Linked DNA regions of Mus musculus: all the other regions are linked to region 3. Evidence: chromatin contacts called from public Hi-C data. All regions are on one chromosome and are shown on one strand. Each heading gives the region's core, a stretch centred on a gene start, on an enhancer-like site or on the middle of the called end of the contact. The rest is flanking DNA. Distances are from core to core; before and after follow the strand shown. Region 1 has its middle 3.8 kb from the start of Gm41027. Region 2 overlaps Ankrd31 (ankyrin repeat domain 31). Region 3 holds the start of Gcnt4 (glucosaminyl (N-acetyl) transferase 4, core 2 (beta-1,6-N-acetylglucosaminyltransferase)).

Region 1 (4,058 bases), core at 97-2,596, 64 kb before region 3:
GTTTCTTGCTTTCGGATCCTCTGGAGCTGAGCACCGGTGTAGGCTTGCTATCTGCGTGGAGACCCCGGATTGTTTCTCGACTTTCTCGGGAATTGAACGATTTTGCCGTGCCAGACCAGAGTTTTTAAGCTAAATTCAGCCATTTACAACTAGGGCGTTCCACACTTTATTTCATGGGCTTCTTTGTCACTCGCATGCACACACTCACTCTCCATGCCTTGGTTTTCATAGTTATCTAGAGCTGCAGGCGAGGTCCATGGCGTTGCCCCACCGCGGGCTCCAGCGGTGGGCATTAGTTGTTCTTATCACTTGTGCTCACTCTGGGGTCTCGGGCTGTGAGTGCAGCCGCTGCAGCGACTTTACTCCATTGGGGAAAATGCCTTCTGAGGCCATGCGTTCTTTACATTCCATCCCCTGGAGCCTCAGGGAAACCAGGGCTACAGATCTGGATATTCCCGAAGGCTCCACAAGGCTTGCAAAGCAGGGATCATATACAATTCGTAGCCCATTTTTGTAGAAACTTTTCCATGTACGGTATGCACTCCACTGGAAAATGCACTTTTAATATATTGGTTTTAATATGCTATATCTCTCTTGTCAACTGTCTGTGTATCACATGTGTGCAATGCATATGGAGGCCAGAAGACATGTTGGGTTCCCTAGAATTGGAGTTACGGACAGTCGTGAGCTACTATGTGGATGCTGAGAATTGAACCCAGGTCCCCTGGAAGAGCAGCCAGTGATATTTTCACTATCTTTCAAGCCCTCTGAACTTAAGACTTTCAAATAGTGTTAACATTGTGGGAGACTTTGAAGTTGGGCTAGATGTATTTTGCACTGTGATATGGCCACAAGCCCCTGGGGCTCAGGGCTCAGGGAGTGTGGTTTGAACAAAACATCCCCCAGAGGCTCATGTATCGACCTCTTGTTCCCAGTTGGTGGTGCTGTTTGGGGAGGTTCAGATGGTGCTGGAAGAAATATGTCACTGCTGGTGGCCTTTGAGTGTTTAAAGCCTTTGGCCACTTCCAGGTCACTCTCTGCTTCATGTTTGTGATGGAGAATGAGTGCCCTCATCTTGCTGCTCCAGCTGCCAAGCCTGCTGCCTGCTGTCATGGCTTCCCCTCCATGAAGAACTCGTAGCCCTCTGGAACCTAAACCGCAATAAGTTGCTTTTTGGCCATGGTGTGTGAGCACAGCAACGCAGAGAAAACCGAGACACACGGCGTAGGCATCCTCATAAAGGGACAAAGGTCCTATGAAACAGTTAAAGCCATTATACTGAACTAGACAAAGAACAGTAGGTTGGGAAGAAGCCACTGAACCACGGGAAGGACTAAAAGAGTCTGAACAAGGGCTGTGCCCAGTTCTCACGGTCTCAGTATCTCATCCTTGGTGATTAAAGTTACTTTTCTTTCCAGAATAGCGAGAGTGACTTTCGAATTGAAGTGAAGAAGCAACAAAGTTCAAAATGATCTTCTTGTATCTACTGTGTTTCAGATGTGTTTCAAAACATGCCAGAATAACATTTTTTCATCATCAAGTCATCAAGTGGGAGCCCCTCCCAACCACCTGCAGCCCAAAGGGCTCAGGGTGCCAGAGTACCATGCCTTGGAGTTTCATGGTTCATTTTTTTCTTTTTTTCTTTTCTCTCTCTTTCTTTCTTTCTTTCTTTCTTTCTTTCTTTCTTTCTTTCTTTCTTTCTTTCTTTCTTTCTTTCTTTCTTTCTTTCTTTCTTTCTTTCTTTCTTTTTTCCAAGTCAGGGTTTCTCTGTGTAGCCCTGGCTGTCCTGGAACTCACTCTGTAGACCAGGCTCAGAAATCCACCTGCCTCTGCCTCCCAAGTGCTGGGATTAAAGGCGTGCGCCACCACCTCCTGGTTTATGTTTCATATTCTAAACTCAATCCTCCTCCTCCTAATTCTTGAGATTTACTTATTTTTATTTTATGTGTAGGAGTGTTTTCCTGCATGTATGTACGCAGAGCACGTGTCCATGGATGGAAGGACGGGGTGTTGGAAGCTACAGACTATTCTGAGTTGCTGTGTGGGTTCTGGGAACTGGACTGGGATTTTTGTAAGAGTAGAAAGAATTCTTAACCACTGAGCCATCTCTCCAGACTCAACACTTAAATGCAGCGAGGTCCATTTTTAAACCTTGTGTTATTTTTATACAAATTAAAACATATAAACTTTAGCCAGCCATGGTGCCACATGTTTTTAATCCCCAGCTCTCAGGAGGCAGAGGCAAGTAGACCTCTGTGGGTTGGAGGCCACCCTGATCTACATAGCAAGTTCCAGCTCAGCCAGCACTCCATAATGAGACCCTATCTCAAAAGCAAATATCTAAGTAAATAATAACAAAAAAGAAAACCCAGAAACTCTAAGCCTTAAAAATTAATTTTTAATGACATGTAGTATATATTCAGCCCTTTGAGGCAGAGAAAAGAAATGTCAAAGATAAAAAAACCAAAGGTTGAGATGTTTTAAGGAATCTTGAAAAAAAATTGGAAAGCATATAAAAAGAACTGACAAACTTAACTTATTTTCAAACGATTGACAAATCTAAAAATTTTTTAGAAGATTGAATAAGATCTGGAAGACAAAGACAACATCACAGAGGATGAAGGGAGCTGGTAGTCCCAGGGTGCCCCAACTGGGGCTTTTCAACCACGAGAGACAGTGAGCTCCTTGTAAGTCAAGTTTATTTGACTTGATCAGTATTAAAGCAAAAGAAAAAGTTGATAAGCAAAAAGAGGATGAGAACCAGGATGGAACCACACAAAGACAGTTTGAGATTTGTGTCAAGCACGTGAAGGGGGAGGGTCGAGACACCAAGTGTCAATCAACGGACATCATGCTCAGAACTGAGGTCGGAAATGTGTCGTTGTCAGGGTAGGAAGCTGAAATCACTTAGAGGGGACCATCAGAGAACAGAACAAAGAACCAGTATAGAGAGGAGCTACTCCCAGGTGGTGATAGTCACTCATTCAAACGGGAAGAAGAAGACATCATTTCATCTCATCAGAACTTATTCTCAGATCCCAGCCGGCTGGCTAATGGAGGTGGTTTGGTCCTTGGTCTGCTGGATGCTTATGCATCCTCCTCCCAAGGGAGCTGCTCTCCGGCTAGCGGCTTCCCACGGGCCACTTCCAACTCTAGCAACACTTGAAATGTTTTGCCTGGGCTTCTTACGCCTCACAACCTTGACTGAAAATAACTTTAGGTTTAAAACCATAAATGGGCCATTCCCCTGGGCTCAGTGGTTCTCTGACAATCCAACTGAGATTAAATCCCAGTGTTTAATAAAACCCAGTGTTTTATTAAAATGCACATAGCAAAAACACATGGGCTGTTCTAGAAGATTTAGAGAAACACTGACATTAAACACAGAAACAGGTGAGCTGGAGGGCAGAGGTCAGGGAGAGTGTAAGTCACTGGGTCCTTGAGACGTCAGGTCACGGCTGTAATCAGAGGTCAGCCCTGCTGCTGTTATTAATTAATTAATGACCAGGACTCTGGATCGCTGGCCATGTGTCAGCTGAGAGAGTGGCATGGCTGGGGCCAGGTGAGAAGGACAAAATGGTAGGAGTGACAGTCACTACTGTGCTAGAGGTGAACGTGACATTGGTCTCTAAGTCACTGCTGAAGAAGAAAAGGAGAAACACAAAGTTCTTGCCTTCCTCGGCTTCTGCTCCATGCGAGAACACAGGAAAGGAAAATGAGCTTTCACAAGCACTCAAACGTGGTATTAGCCCTGTGGGGGTCACAGAAGGAGAGCCAATGCATTTATCTGAAGAAATAAAAGAAGTTCAGACAGCTGAGAGTGCGATTTGGCAGCAGAGGCCACATTTGCAAGCGCATTTTCCTTCCTTATCTCCTTCCTGCGGGTTAGTGGGCACAGGGGAGCTGGGTCGGCTGCTCGGCAAGCTCCAAGTCTTGCATGTTTCTTCCCAGCATCTCTCTGCCTGGGGACACATGTACCCAGTCTTCCACTGCACTGCCAGTTCTGGGGAGGGATGCGAATTGTAGAAGGGATGCGAGCATTCCCGTATGGCTCTGAG
Region 2 (3,795 bases), core at 1,247-3,746, 46 kb after region 3:
AGGGATGGGATGGGGAGGTACTGAATGAGGAACAGTCAAGAGGGTAGACTGGGAGGGAGGGGAATAAAATCTGGACTGTAAAAAAAGATTAAATAAAATTTAAAAGAAAAGGAAAAAAGAAAAATGAGCAACGGATCTGAACCAACCAATACCTGAACCAAAAAGTAAATATGCATGGTCACCCACCCGGCAGTGGTGGTGCATGCCTTTAATCTCAGGACTCGGGAGGCAGAGGCAGGTAGATTTCTGAGTTCGAGGCCAGCCTGGTCTACAGAGTGAGTTCTAGGACAGCCAGGGCTACACAGAGAAACCCTGTCTGGAAAAACCAAGAAAAAAAAAAAAAAGCATGGTCAATAGCACAAGAAAATATGTTCAACACCGTTAATTGTGGACATGCAAATTAAAACCATAATGACATAATGATGAAGCAGTACACACACACACACACACACACACACACACACACACACACACACACACACGCTATCGCACACACAATATAGCCACACTATATGTTAGCAAGGATAGAATTAGAGGGCTGACCATACTAAGCACTGGTGATGTGCAGCCACTAGAGCTCTCACGCACATGCACAAAAGGTTGGTGCATGCATCAGATTTTATAAATAACTTTGGCAATTTCCTTAAAGGGTAAATGTATACCTAACTTAGGATTCAGTAACTCCATTTATAGATACTTACCCAAGAAAAATGAAAGTCTATTTCATACAAAACCTGCATAAGAAAATTCATACTAGCTTTATATATAAAAGCTAACAGCTGGAAACAACATAAATATCTATGAGTTCTTGTTTTGACTTCTTCCAATGACAGACTCTGATCTGGAAGTATAAGCCAAATAAACCTTTTTCTCCCTAACTTGCTTTTTGGTCAAGGTGTTTTGTCCACAGCAGGAGAAACCCTGACTAAGACACTATCGTATCAGGTAAAACAAACCACTACCTAGAAATGAAAAGGGAATGAAAAAGGCGAATCTTAAATAATTAAGACTACAAGAAAAGAGTTTACAAAAATTAATATGTAAAGTATAATTCTCACAATTCAATTTCTTTTTCTTTTTCTTCTTTTAATGGTTTTAGAGCTTTATTGTAGAAAGGCAGGGAGAAAGGAGAGAAGGTAGAAAGAGAGAAGGGGAAGGGAGAGAGAGAAGGAGGCTAGAGAGTAAGAGTGGGGGCTTAAAGAGACAATTCAAATTCTTAGAGATGCAAAAGAGAAGCACAAAGCACAGCATCAGCTGTCCGAGGCAGGAAGAGAGATAAAGCAGGCTCTAAGAAGCATCAGGAGCAGATGGATAGTTTATTGTTTGTGGACAGAATTTCACAGGTAAGTACATATGTCATGCTTGTCAGATAGTATGCTTTGAATATGCATAGTGTGTTGTACACAAATTATACCCCACTAAACACTACTGAAGATTCATTAAGCTGATCCGGAGAAGTAGCTACAACTGTCAAAATCTGGGTAACTATAACTAACCTGCTAAAAATTGATGTGCTCTGGATAATGTAGTTTTTACTTATCAAAGTGGTTGTCAGGCAAACTAGAACATTGAAAGAAATGAGCTCAGAACCGTAATAGTAAACTTGTTCTTAGTGTGTAAGGAAAGCCTCGGGAGCAGGAAAAGCCTTTGTCCAGGGATGAGAAGAGCAGGAAACACAGTCACTTAGGTGAAATTCTGGTTAGGCAGGGGTGATTCTCAAAGAGCAGGCTACAAGCTAAGAAGCATATTCAAAGACTTGGTAATCTTTTTCACGCTAAATTCCTCTTTCAAAAAGTAAGAAGAAACTAAATGCTTTTAAATATGTTCATCTATTAGAATCTTTTCTTACCACCCACTTTTATGCATATATTATATTTTAGTTAAGTTTCTTACTGAAAGTGTGGTCCTAACTTTCTTACTGAAGTGTGGTCCTAAACTGAGCCTCTATGGAAGAAAAATTAACATGTACCTGGGAATGTCTTAGCACTGTACTGGTAGCTCTTGAACCTAGTTTGGAACTAATAACAACAATTTCCTATCTTTGCTATTAAATTCTTCCTGCTACAATATTATTGACTGACTGTAGTTGAGAACCAAAGGTGCTTATGAGTAAATTCTATCAGGGCAAATTCAGAATAGGGTATGACTGTGGATTTTCTTCTTAATGGGTATGTCCCTCCATTCAGAAAGCACAGCCAAATCTTATTTCCTTTATGCCTCTACTATGCTATCCAACACTACTTATAAAATCTGAAAGACTTTAGAGAAAAAAAAATACCTGTGTTTTAAATTCGAGAATGTTATTTCCTGGGTTAATTCTTCCACGTAATATCAAGTCTTTCAGCTGCACAGCTTTCTTTCTGGGAGTTGTGTTGCGGTGTGGAACGGTTTTAGTAGGATGTTGATGGGCAGACGCAGAGGAAAGAGAGCTCTGAGTGCTATCTGTGTGTGAAGCAGCAGCAGCGGAGTCTCTAAGACATGGCAGTGTCTGATGCACAGTGTAGGTGTCTAAGACAGCAGGGGCCTGCGGCAGAGGCTCTGCAGCTCCCGCAGATGGTTGCTGGGAAGCTGTCTTCTTGTTTCTTCTTTTCGGATTACAGCGGGAAAGCTTCTGACTGTGAGGATCAGCTGCTAGACAGGCACCATTTGGGGAAAATATGCTTTTATCTTCTGAAATATTTATAGTGCCAGTTAGTGCAGAACTATCAAATCCACAGCCTTTGACTGTAGCTTCTGCTTGTGAGTTTTCTGCGTGAGGAGTAAGAGCAGCAGGTTGGGATGATGATGCAATTTTCTCAGCGTCATCTGTGGGTTTAGATCTTAATAACCCACCCAAGGTACAATCCTGGACATTTTGTTTGGAATTTATGTCATTTCCAGAGAATTCTTCTCTTCTTATTGCCTCTGCATTTAAACAAATGTTAATCTTCTGGCTCTCACTCTCTATTTCAGGAGACAATGGTATTTCTTGCATGCTTCCGTAAGCCAGACTGACAGGAGCGAGTAAGCCTGGCTGGGCATGTGCTGAGTCTCCCATAGTAGGAGGCTCCTGGCTCTTCTTGTCACTACTGATGTCTGAGTTACATGGCAGCTTTCTTAAACCAACACCAGATACTGCTGTAGCATTCTTATAGTTTTGAATTTTCAGTCTTATCTTTTTCTGTTTCTTTGCTACAACTAAAAGACTCTTTTGTCTCGTGGCCAGGTTAGCCAGTTGTTCTCTCAAGGCCCCATGCTTAAATGACTCCATGGACACCCTATAAGAAAAAGAAAAAAATATTAACACAGAAGATTTTCATCATAGACTATGGGATATAAAAGATACTCCCTCTCTTAATGCGCATCAGCTTTAAGTATAATAAAATCTGTATTTGAGATATAGTTTCCTTTATAAGGAAACTGACATTTATTTCAGATGAGTTTGATTTTAAGATAGTTTTAAATTTACCACTTTTACTATTTTATGTAGATGAGTGTTTTTGCTGAATAATTTATATGCACCACTTTCACGCCTGGTGCCAGAGATCATAGGAAGGCTTTGGATGTCCAAGACTGGAGTTATAGATGCTTGTGAGTCAGCATGTAGGAACTGGGAATTGAACCCCAATCCTCTGAAAGGGCAACAAGTGCTCCTAGCCTCTGAGACAACTCTACAGTTCCAGGTTGCCTTTGTTAAAAACAGAATATTACATTATTTGAGTGAGCCTATAATGAAAACAGAACTTGGGCTATTGATAGTATATTGTGTGGCAGGTAGTCATTGGCAGCTGAATAGTACTACTGTTACTAAATTTT
Region 3 (3,720 bases), core at 528-3,027:
TCCTCTGCTCTTACCACACTCTTTACTCCCCAAATCCCTCAGTTTAAACCATCCCTACTAAGCCTTAGTCCACTTTCCATTTTCTAGTAAGGGACTTGCACCCCAATAAAAGGTGAGCTTCAGCAAGGGCCCAGCTCACTGTGATCACACAACACCTTGGTTTGGCCAGCTGACTTTTGGACTCCGGGTTGCTCAATTTTATTGTCTCCAGGTGTTGTTCCTGCTGCACAAATCTAAGGAAAATCTCTGCAGCTTACTCAGCGGAACTCACACTGTGTAGTGCTAATGATAAGCCCCAGGGAACCAGGTCATTCACATCACCTGTGTCTCCTCGGTCAGGGTAGAAAAGGCAGTGTCACATACAGCCTCCCCAGCCCCTTCTGCGAGAGGAGTTTATTCCGGAACTGTTTTCATCTGGCCTTATTGCATATGCATATGCAGGGTTTACCAAATGACTCTAAACCTGGCCTCTCAAAGGCAAGAGTATGCACACCTTCCCAAGAGAGCTAGCTCTCTATCCGGTCTTCCCTGTGCCACACACCTCTGTCCATCTCTCTAATACAGTAACACTCAAGCTCAGCATTTCTCAGAGATCTGGATACTTATAAAGTGCAATACAGACAGTTTGCCTCAGTAGCTCACTTAAAGACCTTGCTTATTCCAGGCACTAGTAACGAAAGCTGCCAAGACAGACTATTAGTTGCTAGATTTAGGCTTAATAAATAACAAGGGCATGTTTTATGGGTACAAGATTTTTAAAAGGCGATTTCACTGACTCTCAGTCATACAAGAGACTCAATATTATTCCAGCTCATTTACTCTTCTTGTTTATTGCTCTTAAGTTTTAAAGGTTAAAAAAAAGCTGTGGGGTATGTGCCCCCACACTGGTATCATCCCCTCCACTTGCCCAGCACAGGAACAACCCTCGGGATTTCCAAGCCCTACCTGGACCTCGACGCTTTCATTCTCACACTGCGCTCACCTTGGAGGCACACCCACGTACAAGGGGTTTCTTAAGTCTCTTCCCTTGGGCTGGGATTCCCCGGCGGTTCCCAGCCTTCAGGGGAGACGCCGCCGCTTCACAGCGGGGGACAGTTTCTGGCGGGCTCTGCGGCAGGAAAACTTGACCTTAAAACGCAGGAAGCTCGTCCCTGCAGAGGCCACGGGCTGGGACACACTCAACCTGAAGCTTGATTCTCCCAGGACCTCTGTCCCCGCCACTCTCTGGAGAAATCCCGCGTGGAGCCGAAGCCCGGGAGGGCTCCCACGCGGGCCCCGGGAACTTCGCGGGGTACCACTCACGGTTGCGAAGCTGCGGCATCTGCTGGACGCTCACTGCGGTCGCCCCGCCGTCCTCTCCACCTCCGGGGGACCCGTGAGCTCCGCCGCCAAGAAGCCTAGATCCAGTTAGTCCCGGGTCGTGCCGCCCCCGCCGCGGCGTGCAAGTTTCCCCCGAAGGAAAGCGAAAGTAGCGGGCGGGAGAGGGGTCGCACGCGGCCACCCAAAGCCCCTCGCTTGCCTACGTGGCCAAGCCGACCTACCGGGGAGCTGAGACCCCCGGGCGCAAGGTCCCCGCTGCTGCGCCACCCCGGTGCTCCGGGCCACACGCACTGCCCCGAAGTCGCTCTCCCTCGGCAGGGAGTGGGGTAACGCCGAGGCCCCAGGTGACGCGGGAGAAGAGAGGGGCTCGCCACCGTGCTCCCGCAGGGGGTCCCCGCACCGCACTGGGGACCGAAGTTTCCTGGCGCGGCTCTCCGGCCGGGCTACCCGCTTCTCTGCAGCTGTCCCTCCCGCAAGACACAACTAGGCGTGGGCAGAAAGGATTGCTAAGTGATTTGTCCAAAGTCCCGGAGAGGGCGGTGACAAAGCAACTCACGTCTGCTATTCCACTCTGGGCTCCGGGGCGGCAGGACTCGCCCTTGGTCGGATGCAGCGGGCTCTCCAGGGCGAGGCCAGCATCGGCCAGCGCTGCCTAGCCAGGCGTTATCAGCGGAGTGGGAAGGTGGAGTGTTGCAGACTAATTAGGGTACAAAGTTGTGTTTTAATCAGTGCCTACATGCGGAATACGCTTCCTCTTTCCCCTCCGGCGGGGGGTGAGAAAGAGGGTGATGCTGCATCCGGCCGGGTTGGAGTTCTCAGAAAGACTGCTGGAAAAAAGGTACACGCCCATTAAACCAACTGGGCAGCATGACTCCCAGGGTCCTTGTTAAGGGGCCTTGTGTGTTTGCTTACATTGTAAAGCAGGCACTGTAGGTGTGTAAGTGATTCACCCCAAAGGGCCTTCCTAGTGGGGTGTCAGAGGGAGACTTCCTGGAATCTGCCCGCAGAACAAGAGTAGCACTAAGCAAGACAGTCGCAATTGGCTTGTTCTTTACTGTTCCATCTTTAAAATGGACTGAGGCTGCGGCATGCTTGGCGGGCTGGTGAGAAGCTGGGTAGGACTCAGAATCCAGATTCAGTCAATTCCGAAGTGTCGGACTATCTCAGCCGAGAGCTCCAGTTTCCCTACATTGGCTTTAAAAAGTGTGCAAGTCCCAGGATCAGAGGATCAGAGGTAGGCGGATCAGAGGTGAGGACACAACATCTGTCCCCAACACCCGGAGTAACTGAGACCAGCGGGACCCAGGCACCCAGGAACTCCGCCAGACCAGTGGCATGGGTTCCTTCTGGTCTGTCTGGGTTGGCGTCCTTGGGCTCAAACTCTGCAGCCAGCCCCACAGCAGCCAGTGGCAGCTCCACTCTTAGGCACTCTAACTCACCCAGGATCAGAGGATCCCAGGATCCCAGGAGTTTGGTCACACTAGGATCTCAAGGTCCCAAAGGCAGCTTGACTACCAGAGCTCGGACACACCCAGGATCTCGGACACACCCAGGAACTCCGCCAGACCAGTGGCATGGGTTCCTTCTGGTCTGTCTGGGTTGGCGTCCTTGGGCTCAAACTCTGCAGCCAGCCCCACAGCAGCCAGTGGCAGCTCCACTCTTAGGCACTCTAACTCACCCAGGATCAGAGGATCCCAGGATCCCAGGAGTTTGGTCACACTAGGATCTCAAGGTCCCAAAGGCAGCTTGACTACCAGAGCTCGGACACACCCAGGATCTCGGACACACCCAGGATCTCAGGATCGCAAGATCCCAGAATCACAAGATCCCAGAGACAGCTTGACTTGGAGGAATTCTGACACAACCAGGATCACAGGAAGGACAGGCTCCAGTCAGTCAGGGCAGGTAGCACTAGAAATAACCAGATAGTGGGAGGCAAGTGTAAGAACAGCAACAGAAACCAAGGTTACTTGACATCATCAGAACCCAATTCTCCCACCATAGCAAGTCCTGGATACCCCAACACATCGGGAAAGCAAGATTCAGATCTAAAATCACTTCTCATGATGATAGAGGACATTAAGAAGGACATAAATAACTCCCTTAAAGAAATACAGGAGAACACAGGTAAACAGCTAGAGCCCCTAAAGAGGAAACACAAAAATCCCTTAAAGAGTTACAGGAAAACACAATCAAACAGGTGAAGGAAAGGAACAAAACCATCCGGAATCTAAAAATGGAAATAGAAACAATAAAGAAATCACAAAGGGAGACAACCTTGGAGTTAAAAAACCTAGGAAAGACATCAGGAGTCATAGATGCAAGCATCACCAACAGAATACAAGAGATAGAAGTGAGAATCTCAGGGGCAGAAGATACCATAGAAAACATTGACACATC

Evidence for each region. Hi-C and Micro-C count contacts between places; a contact is called where the count stands out from the background.
Region 1: a contact with region 3 is called in a Hi-C map of Sertoli cells, with 3 times the contacts expected there. The contact joins the enhancer-like site here to the promoter of Gcnt4 in region 3. A contact is called at or near these places in 4 of 39 promoter capture datasets (the 3T3-L1 cell line, embryonic stem cells, liver and 1 more), 1 of 15 datasets of contacts at CTCF or cohesin (the NIH/3T3 cell line), 28 of 484 Hi-C or Micro-C datasets (the AML12 cell line, CD4 T cells, CD8 T cells and 20 more), 18 of 115 datasets of contacts at active chromatin or transcription factors (the 230-238 cell line, CD8 T cells, acute myeloid leukemia and 12 more) and 1 of 9 other capture datasets (adipose tissue).
Region 2: a contact with region 3 is called in a Hi-C map of cerebral cortex, with 1.8 times the contacts expected there. The contact joins the enhancer-like site here to the promoter of Gcnt4 in region 3. A contact is called at or near these places in 5 of 39 promoter capture datasets (the 3T3-L1 cell line, 3T3-L1-derived adipocytes, embryonic stem cells and 1 more), 10 of 484 Hi-C or Micro-C datasets (the G1E-ER4 cell line, cerebral cortex, cortical neurons and 7 more), 5 of 115 datasets of contacts at active chromatin or transcription factors (CD8 T cells and embryonic stem cells) and 3 of 9 other capture datasets (adipose tissue, liver and pancreatic islet).

Annotation. Positions count from the first base shown.
Region 1 is chr13:96,985,544-96,989,601 of GRCm38.p6, reverse strand. No RefSeq gene overlaps it. Among named protein-coding and RNA genes, the nearest start is that of Gm41027, 3.8 kb to the right of the region's middle. Within about 2 kb of position 1,346, at least 4 of the 459 cell types and tissues checked have an H3K27ac peak or open chromatin away from gene starts, as enhancers often do. A contact at or near this core is called in Sertoli cells, where this site is marked.
Region 2 is chr13:96,877,607-96,881,401 of GRCm38.p6, reverse strand. Ankrd31 (ankyrin repeat domain 31) reads right to left here. Exons shown (of 26, transcript NM_001370928.1): 23 at 2,279-3,257. Among named protein-coding and RNA genes, the nearest start is that of Gcnt4, 45 kb to the left of the region's middle. Within about 2 kb of position 2,496, at least 22 of the 459 cell types and tissues checked have an H3K27ac peak or open chromatin away from gene starts, as enhancers often do. A contact at or near this core is called in cerebral cortex and cortical neurons, where this site is marked.
Region 3 is chr13:96,922,770-96,926,489 of GRCm38.p6, reverse strand. It overlaps Gcnt4 (glucosaminyl (N-acetyl) transferase 4, core 2 (beta-1,6-N-acetylglucosaminyltransferase)), which reads right to left and starts at 1,777. Exons shown (of 3, transcript NM_001166065.2): 1 at 1,542-1,777.